Linked DNA regions of Sus scrofa: region 2 is linked to region 1. A link is a contact called in public Hi-C data. All regions are on one chromosome and are shown on one strand. The core of a region is the stretch at or near the end of the contact, and the rest is flanking DNA. Distances in the headings are between cores, read along the strand shown.

Region 1 (6,448 bases), core at 898-3,397:
TCAATTTCTAAGCCATGTCTTTCAATTAACACATGTATATTGAATGCTCTCCACAATTTTTTTTTTAAGGGCCACACCTGTGGCATATAGAAACTCCAGGGCTAGGGGTCACATTGGAGCTCAGCTGCCTGCCTACACCACAGCCACAACACCAGATCCAAGCCTATCTGTGGCCTATACCACAGCTTGCTGCAATGCTGGATCCTTAACCCACTGAGCAAGGCCAGGGATTGAACCCATATTCTCATGGATACTAGTCAGGTGCTTAACCCTCTGAGCCACAACTGGAACTCCCCCAAATATTGATATTAATCAGCATTCTTTAGTCTTGCCAGAGCTCAGGGAAGGAAGTTGGAAGGATTGTAAGGACCCTGGGGTATTGATCCCAGGGCTCCCACAAACCAGGACATGCTTTGTGTGCTTCCCCCAAAATCTGACAGCAAGGAGGAAATCACAGCTAGAGTGCTGGGCCTGGATGCATCAGGCTTGCTGACTGCTCCAAGTCTCCATACTAGCCTCTCCCTGAGGCCGTGGACAAGGTCCAGGAGAAGCCACAGACATGGTCTCCATGGCAGGCTGCCACAGCTGCTCACTGTGCAGGTGAGACAGGGGTGGGGGAGAGCCAGCTTCATCCTAGGGTCTGCCCAGAAAGCAGATGTCACCTGAGCATCCTGCACACAGTCTCCCCATAAGAGACATTATTATTATCTTATTATTAAATTGTCTTACTATTCTCCAGTAAGAGAAAGACGTGCCCTCTCCTCCCTGCACAAATCCGCCTGATGACTGGGCCCAGTGGGGAGGGGATTTGCCCAGCAGGCTGAGGGAAGTTGCCCTGCCAGATAACCCCAGCTCCAATTAAAGCCATTAACGAGAAACGAGGCCAAGGACCATTATCCCTTATTAGGCCCCTTCCACCAGAGGTCTGGGCTTTAAGACACAGTGGGTCAGTCTAGGAGTAAACATTCCACCAGTTATTTTACTTATAATCATTCCCCAATCAAATTCCATTTGGCCTCCAGGGTGACCAACCATCCTTGCCAGGGACCAAGGAGTTTCCCAGGACAAGAGACTCGCAGTAACCTGGGAAAATCGAAGGCAAACTGCGGCAAACAGGTCGCCCTACTTTCTATCTCGGCGCCTCTGTTGTGGGTGGCACTTCAGTTGAGAGGCCAAAGCAGAGATCAGCTGGACTATTTTCCTGAGCTGTGACAACTCCTTGTGAACCTCCAAGTTATACCTAATTCTCTTCCATGTAAGGCTTTTCCCCCAATAACAAGTTCCCTGTAATAACAACAGCAACCGTTTACGGAGTATTTACCACCAGAAACTGCAGAAAGACCTCTCCATATATTACTTCTGTTAATCTTCTTCGTAATCCTAAGAGACAAGCAAATTTTTTGCTTATTTTATAGATGATGAAACTCAGGCCATGAGAACTTAAATAATTGCTCAAAGCCATGCCAGAATTATGTGGCAGAACCAGGAAGGTCTCAGGTCACTGCAGAAAAGGCACCAGTCACTGTCACAGCCATTTTGCCTTTAAAGGGACTGACCCACAGGGTAGCCAGTACCTGTTTTGGGGGGCAGGAGCTGTGGATCTGCAGCGATCACAGTAATATGCATACGTAACAGGGGCTCTTTTGTGGCATTTGTGACCCCTCTGCTGCTGTAGCTGGTTTTTTTGGAGATGATCTTCCCCAGTCAGAAGCAAAGTTTCTGGAACACGGAGCCAGCTCACGGGCCACGGGGCCCGTTTCAGTCCACAAAGTGCTCGAATGTTGTCACCCTGACACACAGCAGTCACCCAGCTTCCCTTCTGCTGTGATCAGACCCCTCCTGGTTTGGGGTTTGAGGCTCTGGGCTTCAGGCGCCTTCGGGTTCACAGCTGCGGCAGCCTCCTCCCCGCGATCCCCCGCCGGCAGCCCCCGTGGCAGCTCCGGGCACCTCTGCTTGCAGTAAACATGACCTCTGCCTTCCGCCACCAACATGACATTGGCATGTCGCTGCTGATCTGTAAACACAATTGTGTTTTCAGTCTTCCGACTGAATTTTGTTACTGGGATCCTAACAGGCAGCAGGTCTTTGTTTATCTGTAAACAGCAGCCCGATTCCACAGCAGAGAGGTCGGGAGGCTGTTTGTTTTTATTACTTTACAGTAAGAGGAAAAGGTGGTTAGTGATAGGCGTCCACACTGCCCCTCCCTCTCCCGATTGGTCTGAGAGATGTCTCTCTCTCTCTCTCTCTCTCTATCCCTCCCTAGATCCTTAGCCCAGACCCAGAAAAGGAGCAGAACAGGTCTCTCTCTGCTTTTTAGGATTTCTTGCTTTGACACTGAAGAGACTGGTGGAAATAAATGTCCAGCACTGCGTGCAATAGCCAGCACGTTTCCTGCGTGGGGGAAGGAACCAACAGGAACAGCTCCCCTGGAAATTCAGCCTAAGGGTGGAGAACTGCAGCTCTGCTTTTGTGCTTTGAAGGGCATTTGCGGTGGACCCTCTGGATGGAATCGTGGGCCTTGAGAAGCTTGGCTATTTCTACCTGTCTGTCTTGGAACCACTTGAAGTCTCTTTCTGCACAATTCAAGTTTTCTGTTCAAATGGGTGGATTTCTTTTCCCCCAAAGTTTGTGTTCTAGCTAAAAGAATATGGTCTTTTAACGGAAGGCAGAAATAAGTTGGTGAGTTGAAGTTTTTAAAAAAAATTTACAAAGGATTGATTAGCTCATAAAATGTATAGGTTAATCAAATTATGTATATAACATATGTATTATAACAATATTATATGTAATAGAATAAATATCTATGTATGATATATTAATAACCTATAAAAATACACTATACACACAATTACATACATTAAAATATATATAGTGTATAGTCCTATGAGCTGGAAGGACTTCTCAGGTTTCCTATGATGTGTAAAAAAAGTCCACAGTGGATTTTCTAACAAGTGGAAAGCAGAGGCCCATGAGGACCTATATGTCTTAATGAAGAGACACATGTCCGTTTCTAGTGTGTTCATGAATTATAGTAAAGATAACTATGTATATAAAAAAAGAAAATTTCCGAGTTCCCATCATGGTTCAGCAGAACCGAATCTGACTAGTATCCACCTGACACAGGTTTGATCCCTGGCCTCCCTCAGTGGGTTAAGGATCTGGCATTACTGTGGCTGTGGCATAAGCTATGGCATAGGCCAGCAACTACAACACCTAGCCTGAGAATCCCCATATGCCAGAGGTACAGCCCTAAAAGGGGAAAAAAAAAAAGAGAAAGAGAGAACTTTGGGAGTTCCTGCCCTGGCTCAGCAGGTTAAGAATCCAACTAGTATCTGTGAGGATGTGGGTTTGATCCCTGGTCTCACCTGGTGGGTTAAGGATCCCGTAAGTTGAAGATGAAGCTAGGATCCAATGTGGCTGTGGCTGCGGCTGTGGCTTTGACAGGCAGCTGCAGCTCCAATTCAACATCCAGCCTGGGAACTCCCATATGCCACAGGTGTGGCCCTTAAAAACAAACAAACAAAAAAGTTTAAAGTGAAAAGAGAACTTAGATGTTTTATGTTTTTTCCCACTGTTCTAAAGAAAACATCTTAACACATGGTTATTAAAATAATTTGAGGGAGTTCCCGTCATGGTATAGCAGAAACGAATCCAACTAGTATCCATGAGGATGCGGGTTCGACCCCTGGCCTTACTCAGTGGGTTAGTGATCTAGCATTGCCATGAGCTGTGGTGTAGGTCACAGGCTTGGCTTGGATCCCCCATTGCTGTGGCTGTGGTGTAGGCCAGCAGCTGTAGCTCCGATTCGACCCCTAGCCTGGGAACCTCCATATGCCACAGGTGCAGTCCTAAAACTAACTAAATAAATAGAAAAAAATAAGAATAAATAATTTGATATGGTTATCAACATAGTTCTTTAAATAGTTACATTTTATTGAGATGGAGAAATGGAATGGATAATTTACTGTAAGAGTAAATTCAGTTGGCATCTACAGATCTAAACTTAGTGATAAAATATTTAGTTCAGCATGTTGTACTTAGATAACATAATGGAATGTATAATTTTGAAATAATAAATACATAAAAATTCTGGAAAATAAGACATAGTGCCATCAACAGCACAAAAACTTTAAGAACTGGTAGAAATTAGAAAACAAATGTGATTACTACTATATACAAAATCGATAAGTAACAAGGACTTACTATACAGCACAGGGAAATCTATTCAAACTCTGGGATAGTCTACAAGAGGAAAGAATCCAACAAAGAATGTGTATGGGACTTCCTGTCATGGTGCAGTGGAAACGAATCCGACTAAGAACCATGAGGTTGCAGGTTCGATCTCTGGCCTTGTTCAGTGGGTTAAGGATCCAGCGTTGCGGTGAGCTGTGGTGTAGGTCGCAGACGCAGCTCCGATCCTGTGTTGCTGTGGCTGTGGCTTAGGCAGGCAGCAATAGCTCCGATTTGATCCCTAGCCTGGGAACCTTCATATGCCATGGATACAGCCCTAAAAAGTCAAAAAAAAAAAAAAAAAAAAAGAGTCCTTCATTTAGAGATATGAACAGACAACTGAGGATCAATCACCAGGTACTTGGTAACACCAAAAATATAAACAGAAGGATCGAGATGAACAAACAGAACAACAATTTTGAAAGGAATAGATATGATACTGAAGACAAAAGAACTGAAAAAAATTCTTGGAAATTACAAGCATGGTGACAAACTTCAAAAATGGCAGAAGATGCTTCTTATGATTCAAACCTCAAGGCTAAAAACAAAAGTTGAAAGTAAAAGGAATGAAAAGATACACCAGACAAATACTAATCCAAAGAAAGCAACTGTGGCTACCCTAATATCACAAATGTTTTAAAAAAGAAACATCATTAAGAGTAGAGATAAACTGGAGTTCCCTGGTGGCCTAGCAGTTAGGGATTCGATATGGTCACTGTTGTGACTCAGGTTTGATTTCTGGCCAGGGAATTTCCATGTGCTGCGTTGAGGCCACAAAAAAAAAAAAAAAAAAAAAAAAAAAAAAATTAAAACAAAACCGTAGAGATCACTATGTAATCACTATGCACATCACTGTGTAAAAATCAAAAATTTAATTCAGGAAGTTCCCATTGTGACACAGTGGAAAAGAATCTGACTAGGATCCATGAGGATGTGGGTTTGATCCCTGGCCTTGCTCAGTGGGTTAAGAGTCTGGGTTGCTGTGAGCTGTGGGGTAGGCCCACAGCTGTAGCTCTGGTTCAGCCCCTGGCCTGGGAACTTCCATGGATTCAGCCCTAAAAAGCAAAAAATAACAATAATAATAATAATAATTCAGTAAGAGTATAAAACAATACATTTCTAAATACTTAATGCTCCAAAATATATATATAGTAAAAATTGATAGAACTGTAGAAAGAAATTGACAAATCAATGATTATACTGGAAAGTTTCAAAATACGCCTCTCAGGAAGTGGTAGTTCAGGCAGACCAAAAAAAACAAAAAAGAAATCAGCAAAAAATATAGAAGCTTTGAAAAACACAATTCAAAGATTGGATGAAAGGACATATATGAAATTCTCTACCCAGATGTCAGAGAATATGCATTATTTTCAAGCACAAATAGAACATTTATAGAAATGCATTATGTAATCATAATGCAAGTCTCAACAAATTTGAAAGAGTTTGTACCCTAGAGACCATTGCTTTTCAAACTAATGGGTATACAAACCACCCAAAGATCTTCTTCAAATAGAGATTATAATTCAGGAGGGTTGTGACAGTACCTGGGATTCCATTTTTTCATGAAGTCCCTAGACGGTGTCTGATATTTCCGGTCTGCAGGCTCTACTTCTGAATTATAGACTATGCTCTTGCCCTGTGCATTGGCTGCAGGACCATGGAGGGTGGAGCAGGCTTCTAACACAGTTGACTGTACAGCCCAGGGGAGCAAGGAGCTACTGCCAGCCTGCTGTGGATGTGGCCAGGTCCCCGAGCAGCTGTTTGTATAGCCCAGGGAGGGGGGATTTGGGGCTGGTGCTGGCCTGCTGGTGGGTGGGGCCAGGTCCCCAGTGCTAATAGGCCAGCAGGAGGATTCCAAAATGGTACTTGCCGGCACAGGTGTGATGCTAAAAGGAGCTATCCAATATGGTTCTCACTAGAGTCTCCATCTCTAGGAGGAATCTCACTTGCCTCATAGGCTTTTCAACATCAGCAAGGGAGCCTGACTCAGGCTGCTTTCACACAACTGCCTCACATGTGAGATTTTGCACTCACCCTTACAAAGAGTGGAGTATCTGTTTCCTAAATCCTGCAGCTCTCCTGAACGTAAGCCTCACCCATTTTCATTCTGGGGGCTCATCTTCCTGCTGCAGGACCACCGACCTAGGGAGCCCGATGTGGGGCTTGGATACTTTGCTCCTAGGGGAGTACCTCTATGATTCTTATGTTCCTCACTTTT
Region 2 (6,743 bases), core at 2,114-4,613, 130 kb before region 1:
ATGGGTGACTCTCCCCCCTTCCTGAGCCACATCATGAATCATGGCATTTTGTGCAGAAAGGTTAAAAAACCATCTCCTTCATGTCTGTCCATCTCTTCTGAGTGCATTTAATCATGGAGCTCAAGAGTATAGGAAGGTGGGGTGAGTTTGAGTGGAGCCATACTTTTTATTTTTTATTTCCAGCCCTCACATCCTGAGACACTCCTGTAACCCCAAGGTATGGGTGGGATTATGAGCAGTAGGATCTTGGCGAAATTTCATACACTGTGGTCTTGGGCAAGCTATCCAGCTGGCCTGGCTTAGTTTGGTCCCTCACCTGGCAGGACAGTAAATGTGGTGACAGAAGACATTCCTTCTAGAACTGGCCTGGCCTCCTGTTGTAATCCCATAGAGGATATTTCTATGTAACACCAGTTTTGTCAAGGGCCAAAAGCACAGTGAAAACAAACCTTACCTATGAGAGTAGCATGAATATTCTTTGTCTGTTTGTTCAAGAGGGAACAAAAAGCCCCTTCTGCTCTTTTTTTAGCAAGCACATACCCATTGCAGTGAAAAGCATTGGCTAAGGCCGGTGTTAGCAAAACCTTACACATTAGCCTTGGTAATTAATTGCCCATATTTGGCTGCATTTTCCGGCAGTCATGGCAAGCTTTTAATGCACAAGATTCAGGTTCCTGTGGGTCCCTGTTATATCTTAAGCACCAAAAATTGCTAGTTATGGATCTAGGACAATCTTTGCCTAGAATCAAAGCAGAGAATAGCTTTTTGTACCTCTGTTCTGCACATATGCCTTTCTCATCTTGTCTACAGATGTTGGAAGGCTTTTACCTTCTTTATACCCAAGGGCATGTATGGAAGCTCCATTCTTGATTCTAGGTTGGAGAATGGTGTCCATTTAAAAATAGTGGCAGATACGTGGGTGGTGATGAGTGTAGTGTGTTATTTGTTGTTGCTGGAACTGAAGGAGCACTTCTGTTTCATATTTGTTTTGGGCTTCAAGAAAATAAGGCAGGATGGTATTCCCATCATGGCTCAGTGGTACAACCCAACTGGGATCTGTGAGGATGCAGGTTCGATCCCTGGCCTCCCTCAGTGGGTTAAGGATCCGGCATTGCTGTGGCTGTGGCGTTGGCTTGTAGCCATAGCTGCAATTCAACCCCTAGTCTGAGGACTTCCATATGCCACAGGTGCAGCCCTAAAAAAGCAAAAAAAGAAAAGAAAAGAAAAAGAAGCAGGATGGAGTTCTTGCCATTGTGCTGTGCATTAGGGATCTGACATTGTCTCTGCAGCTGCACAGGTTCGATCCCTGGCCTGGCACAGTGGGTTAAGGATCTGGGGTTTCCACAGCTGTCGCATAGGTTGCAGCTCCAGCTTGGATTTGATCCTGACCCGGATTCAGTCCCTGGCCTGGGAACTTCCATGTGCTGAAGGTGTGGCAAAAAAATAAATAAATAAAAAGAGAGAAAGGGAGAGAGGGAGGGAGAAGGAAGGGGAGAGGAAAGAAGGAAAGAAAGAAAATAAGGCAGGATCCTTTAAAGGAATTAGTCTTTGTTTCTAAATAGCTCTGTTCAAGTTCTTCCTTTCCTTTCTGGAATCTTCCGATTTGGATTCCAGGAGGATGTGTGTTTGTTCGGGAGCTGAGAGTGGATACGGGTTTTCCCTTGGACCACTGAGTTGGGGAGAACAGATGGGCCACCTGGATAGCTGTGTGTTGAACTCTGATGTTTATAAAGTCATTGATTTCCATGAATGTGGTATACTTGGTCCTGAAGTACAAGATAATCAGCAAGTGCCGGTTATATATTATGTGGGATGTTTTTGGCTGGAAGTAACAGAAAACTCAGACTAGCTTGAACAAGGATATTTTCCAACTCATAGACCTGGAAGTCTAGGGAGGCCATGGGCACCACCTTCAGGGACCCAGGTTCTCTGATCCCTTGTTCCCAGTCCTAGCCTCATTCCTTTTGTGGCATACAGCAGTTACTGAGGTCAATGAAGTCTCTCTTCCTGTGCTCTCAAGAGCAGTGAATTTTTTCCTAGAACCCCAGCAAATAGCCTCCTTATATGTGGATCTAGAGTCAGTCCCGCAGCCTCATCACTGCCACACAATGAAGGGTGGAATGAATAATAACCTCGGTGCCTACTCTGATACTCCCCCCTCTAACCTTAGCCCCTCTCCTCCAAGTTTGGATCCAGTGGAGAAACAGATCCAGGTTTCAGATATGAGATCCATATTGGCTTGATTGCTGGTGGGGCTGGATGGAAGAATGCAACTTAGACAAGTAGCCACTTTGCCCATCAGCTTACCCAGTAATTCATCTATCAATTAAAGTGTGTACATACTCAGCTCAGAAAGGAGAAGTCCCTCCCTGCCAGCTTACCTGCCACATAGGAACAGAGGGCAGAACCTCCACCTCTGATGTCAATGAAGGAAGAAGTCAGCCCACGGGAAGAGTGACCCAACTCCTGAGAGACGACCATGGAGTAAAGATCACCTTCTCCATCTCACAGCCTGAGAAACCATCTCTCCTTGTTCCCAGAGAGTGGGAAAGGGGGCACGGCATACAAAGAGGAATTCTTCCCCCAATATTCCAGAAGGTTGGCATTTTACATCTAATTATATAATGGTAGAAACTTTAGAAATAGGACCACAAGGATATGGGACAGGTTTATTAAGCTCCTTGAGGAGCTTAATTTGGAGTAGGCTGAGATCCATGAGAGTAAAGACACTGAGGTGAGTGGAGGTCCCAGCGGGATCGGCTCAGCCTGGGAGGCCTTTGGGTCAAGTGCCTGATAGCTCTGTCTTCTCTGTCCCCTGACAGTGGAGGGGAACAGCGATGAGCTGGACGAGCCGATCAAGGCCGTGTTTGCCGACGTGGCCTTTGTCAAGAAGCACAATCTGATGAGTCTGAATTCCATCAACTGGTCCCGGGTCCTCGTGCAAATGGCCCACCACTTCTTCGCTTATTTCCAGTGTACGCCATCCTTAGACACGCACCCCCTACCCCCGTGGAGGTGGTTGTGCCAACGGGGGCTGCGGCAACCTCGCAGGTAAGGAGACCCCCCTGGGGGGAAAGGGCCTTTCCTGAAAACTGCCTGTGGCCCCCATCCCCCCAGCTGCCCTTAGGCTGTGACTGTGAGGAGAAAGGTGAATTCAGATCTTGAGTCTGAAGGGATGGGAAACAACACAGAAGAAGCTTCCAGAAAACTTCCCCTGACTCACTGCAGGGAAATCCGGGGCTCTTGCTGCAACAGGGAGCATGATGGGTTAATGGCGATGTGCTCCAGTTGCCTGATCTGATGTGTCTGCTCAGCAGACTGTGGGGAGATGAGGTCAAGGTTGAGCTGCTGTGCCCGGCTGGCACTGCCCTCCGCCAGCAACATGGACTTTGCTCCCAGTCTCGCCAGCTGCCGGCTCTGAGGATAGGGCTCGCCTGGCACAGTGTGTTCTCCCTGGAGACCCTGTGATGTGGAAAGAGTTCTGGACTTAGGCTTCTGGCCCCAGTTCTGTCCTGTATTAGCGGAACGATTTTCCCTTATGCTCAGCTCTGAGGCTATAAAAAGGAGATTAGACCACTTATCATATCTCTAAGGGTGATGGTGAGGTGCAAATAAGATTCTTGATGCATGTATGTGAACTTTGTGAGGGTCAAAAGCTATACATTTCCTGTAGTAATAGGTAACGTTTATCAAGTGCTTGCTGTGTCAGGCTCTGCTGTAAGTGCTTCTCTCGAATTAACTCCTTTAATCCTCACATATGCCTATGGGGTGGGGAGGGGAGACCATACTATTATTCTCTTTTTTGTTTGTTTTTTGCTTTTGCTTTGTTTGGTTTGGTTTTTGGCTACCTCACGGCATATGGAGTTCCTGGGCCAGAGATCAGATCTGAGCCACAGCTGCAACCTAAGCTGCAGCTGCAGCAATGTGGGATCTTAACCCACTGTGCTGGGCTGGGGTTCGAACCTGCATCCCAGTACTCCCAAGATGCCCAGGATCCCATTACGGCATTGCAGGAACTCCTGTTACTTCCATTTTTAAATGAGGAAGCAGAGGCACAGAGAAGTCATCGGCCCGCCCTGGTTACACCCCTATGTGTCCCAGAGCAAGAACTGCAGCCCATGTGGGCTGCCTCCAGAACCTCCATCCTTGGGAGTCTGGTAGGCTGCTTCCTGAGGGGCATTGCTGCTTCTAATGGCATCGCTTCTGATGGGCGCCAAGGATGGCTTTGTTGAGATCATGAAAGCATCTTAGCGGTCCGGGGTCTTCCTGACTTCCACTAACACAGGGATGGAAAGCATAGTGAGCTCTTAGACAAAGATGGCTCAGCCTCCCTCCCCATGTGGTGAAGCCCACCGCACTGCCCATTTGCATCCCCCTCCAGTGAGTGATGGTGCCTGCACGTGTCCCAGAACCCGCCACAGTGTCTGGTGCAAAAATGACATTTGCTGAGGGAGCTCCGATCTAGCCCTGCTCCAACGGGATCTAACTGCTTGACCTCAAGCTTTGGACCCTCCTGAGCCTTGACTGCTCCCCTCTCACACAAGGATATCAGGACATTGACATGATGATCCAGTGAGATAAGAGTGACAGAGTGCTTTGCACAATTAAGTGTGATGTTGGGTGGTGTGGTTATCCCTAACTCCTTTTATCTACTCTTCAGAGATAAACCATTCATGGAAGTAGGTACCTTCCTAAGCTGCGTTACCGTTCCAGGCCCTCCATCTCTGGGGAGAGGAATTCCTTATTTGTTCCATGCAAATAGGATCTGCTACTAGAGTGGATGGAGGCTGCTGCTCTGGCCTCCCTTTGCCCCTTTCCAGGAACCGATCCAAAGATGCTGGTTCTAGGATGCTGAGTTGGGGACTGCATGTGCTCGGGACTTAGACAGACCTAGTTCAAATCCTTATTCTGCCACTTAGTTTGCTTTGGGTGGATCATTGTAACTTCTCAGAACCTCTGTTTACTCTTCTGCAAATGGGGGCGAGCATGTGTGTCAGTACCTGGTGGGGGGCGTGGCACGGAGAACAGTATTTGGGCATAGAAACACTCCCCTCCTCCTCTTCCCCCCTCCTCCTCCTTCTCCCTCTTCCTCCCCCTCCCCTCCTCTTCTTCCTCCTTCTTCTCCTTCTAGTAGACTTATTGCTATCTGATTCACATACCATACAACTCACCCATTTAAAGTATACAACTTAGTTTTTAGCGTGTACAGCTTCGTGCAGCCAACACCAGAATCAATCTTAGAACACTTTTGTCACCCTAGAAGGAAGCTCTGTTCCCATTAGCAGTCATTCCCCATTTCCTCTCATCCTTCCCAGCTTTAGGCAGCCACAAATCTATTTCATCTCTGTAGGTTTTCCTGTTCTGGACATTTTATATAAGTGGAATCATACAATATACGGCCTTTGGTATCTGGCTTCTTTCACTTAGCATAATGTTTTCAAGACTCATCCATGTCGTGGCCTGTATCAGTGCTTTATTCCTTTTTATGGCTGAATAGTATTCCACCATATGCACATACCACATTTTATTTGTCCATCTATCAGTTAATGCAATCCAAATGTTAGCAGTTATCAGTTTTTAGCTATTAAGAATAAGGCTGCTATGAACATTTGTATAAAAGATTTTGTGTGGACCTGCTTTCAATCTTCTTGAGTATATATAATTAGGGATGAATTTCTAGGTCATATTGAAACCCTATGAAAACTTTTTGAGAAACTGCCAGACTGTTTTCCAAAGTGGCTGCACCATTTTACATTCCCAACAGTGTACGGCGGTTCCAATTTCTCCACTTCTTGCCCAAGACTTGTGATTATCTGTCTTTTTTATTCTAGCCATCTTAGTGGGTATGAAGTAGTATGTCACTGTGGTTTGGGTTTGTATTTTCCTGCTGACTAATGATGTTGATTATCTTTTCGTGTGCTCATTGGCCATTTGTATATTTCCTCTGCAGAAATGTCTATTCAAATCTTTTGCCCACTTTTACTGAGTCGTAGAAGTTCTTTAACTATTCTGGGTTCCAGTCCCGTATCAGATCTATGATTTGTGAAGAGTTTTTCCCATTCTCTAGGCTGTCTTTTCACTTTCTTCATGGTGTCCTCTGAAGCACAAAAGCTTCAAAAAGCACAAGAGGTTTTTGATTCGATGAAGCCCAATGTATTTTTTCTTCTGTTTTTTGTGCTTTCGGTGTCATGTCTAAGAAACCATTGTTCTCCCCCTCTGCTAAGCCGGGTGCATTGCTCAGAAGATGGGCCTGCCCATCCGCCTAGTCGTGGCAGTGAATTGCAATGACATCATCCACAGGACTGTTCAGCGGGGAGACTTCTCTCTGTCCGAGACCGTCAAAGCAACCTTGGCATCAGCTATGGACATTCAGGTGGGACCTGTGAGGTGGGGTGCAGGGGTGACGTGGGTGTTGGTTAGGTGGGCATGGACAAGGGCTGAGGTCAGTGGGCCTTTCTGCCCAGGTGCCCTACAATATGGAGAGGATCTTCTGGCTGCTCTCTGGCTCTGACAGCCAGATGACAAGAGCCCTCATGGAGCAATTTGAAAGGACCCAACGTGTCAATGTCCCCAAGGAACTGCACAGCAAGGTCAGTCACCACCCATACACCATGGAGAAAGGAAAGCGTGCAGCCCCAAGCCACAGACTTGGGGTTTGCAAATCTCTTCAAGGGAAGGGGACACTTGTTTCTTGAGTACCTGCTATGGACCTGGCACTTCTGCAGTCACTTGATGTGGGTTTA

What was found. Hi-C and Micro-C count contacts between places; a contact is called where the count stands out from the background.
Region 2: a Hi-C map of liver shows a contact between it and region 1, with 4 times the contacts expected there. A contact is called at or near these places in 1 of 5 promoter capture datasets (liver) and 4 of 47 Hi-C or Micro-C datasets (liver, skeletal muscle and undifferentiated spermatogonia).

What each region holds. Positions count from the first base shown.
Region 1 is chr3:57,674,725-57,681,172 of Sscrofa11.1, reverse strand. No RefSeq gene overlaps it. Among named protein-coding and RNA genes, the nearest start is that of FOXI3, 91 kb to the right of the region's middle.
Region 2 is chr3:57,805,526-57,812,268 of Sscrofa11.1, reverse strand. THNSL2 (threonine synthase-like 2) reads left to right here. Exons shown (of 11, transcript XM_021087277.1): 5 at 2,823-3,005; 6 at 3,008-3,034; 7 at 3,037-3,051; 8 at 6,225-6,373; 9 at 6,465-6,590. Among named protein-coding and RNA genes, the nearest start is that of THNSL2, 12 kb to the left of the region's middle.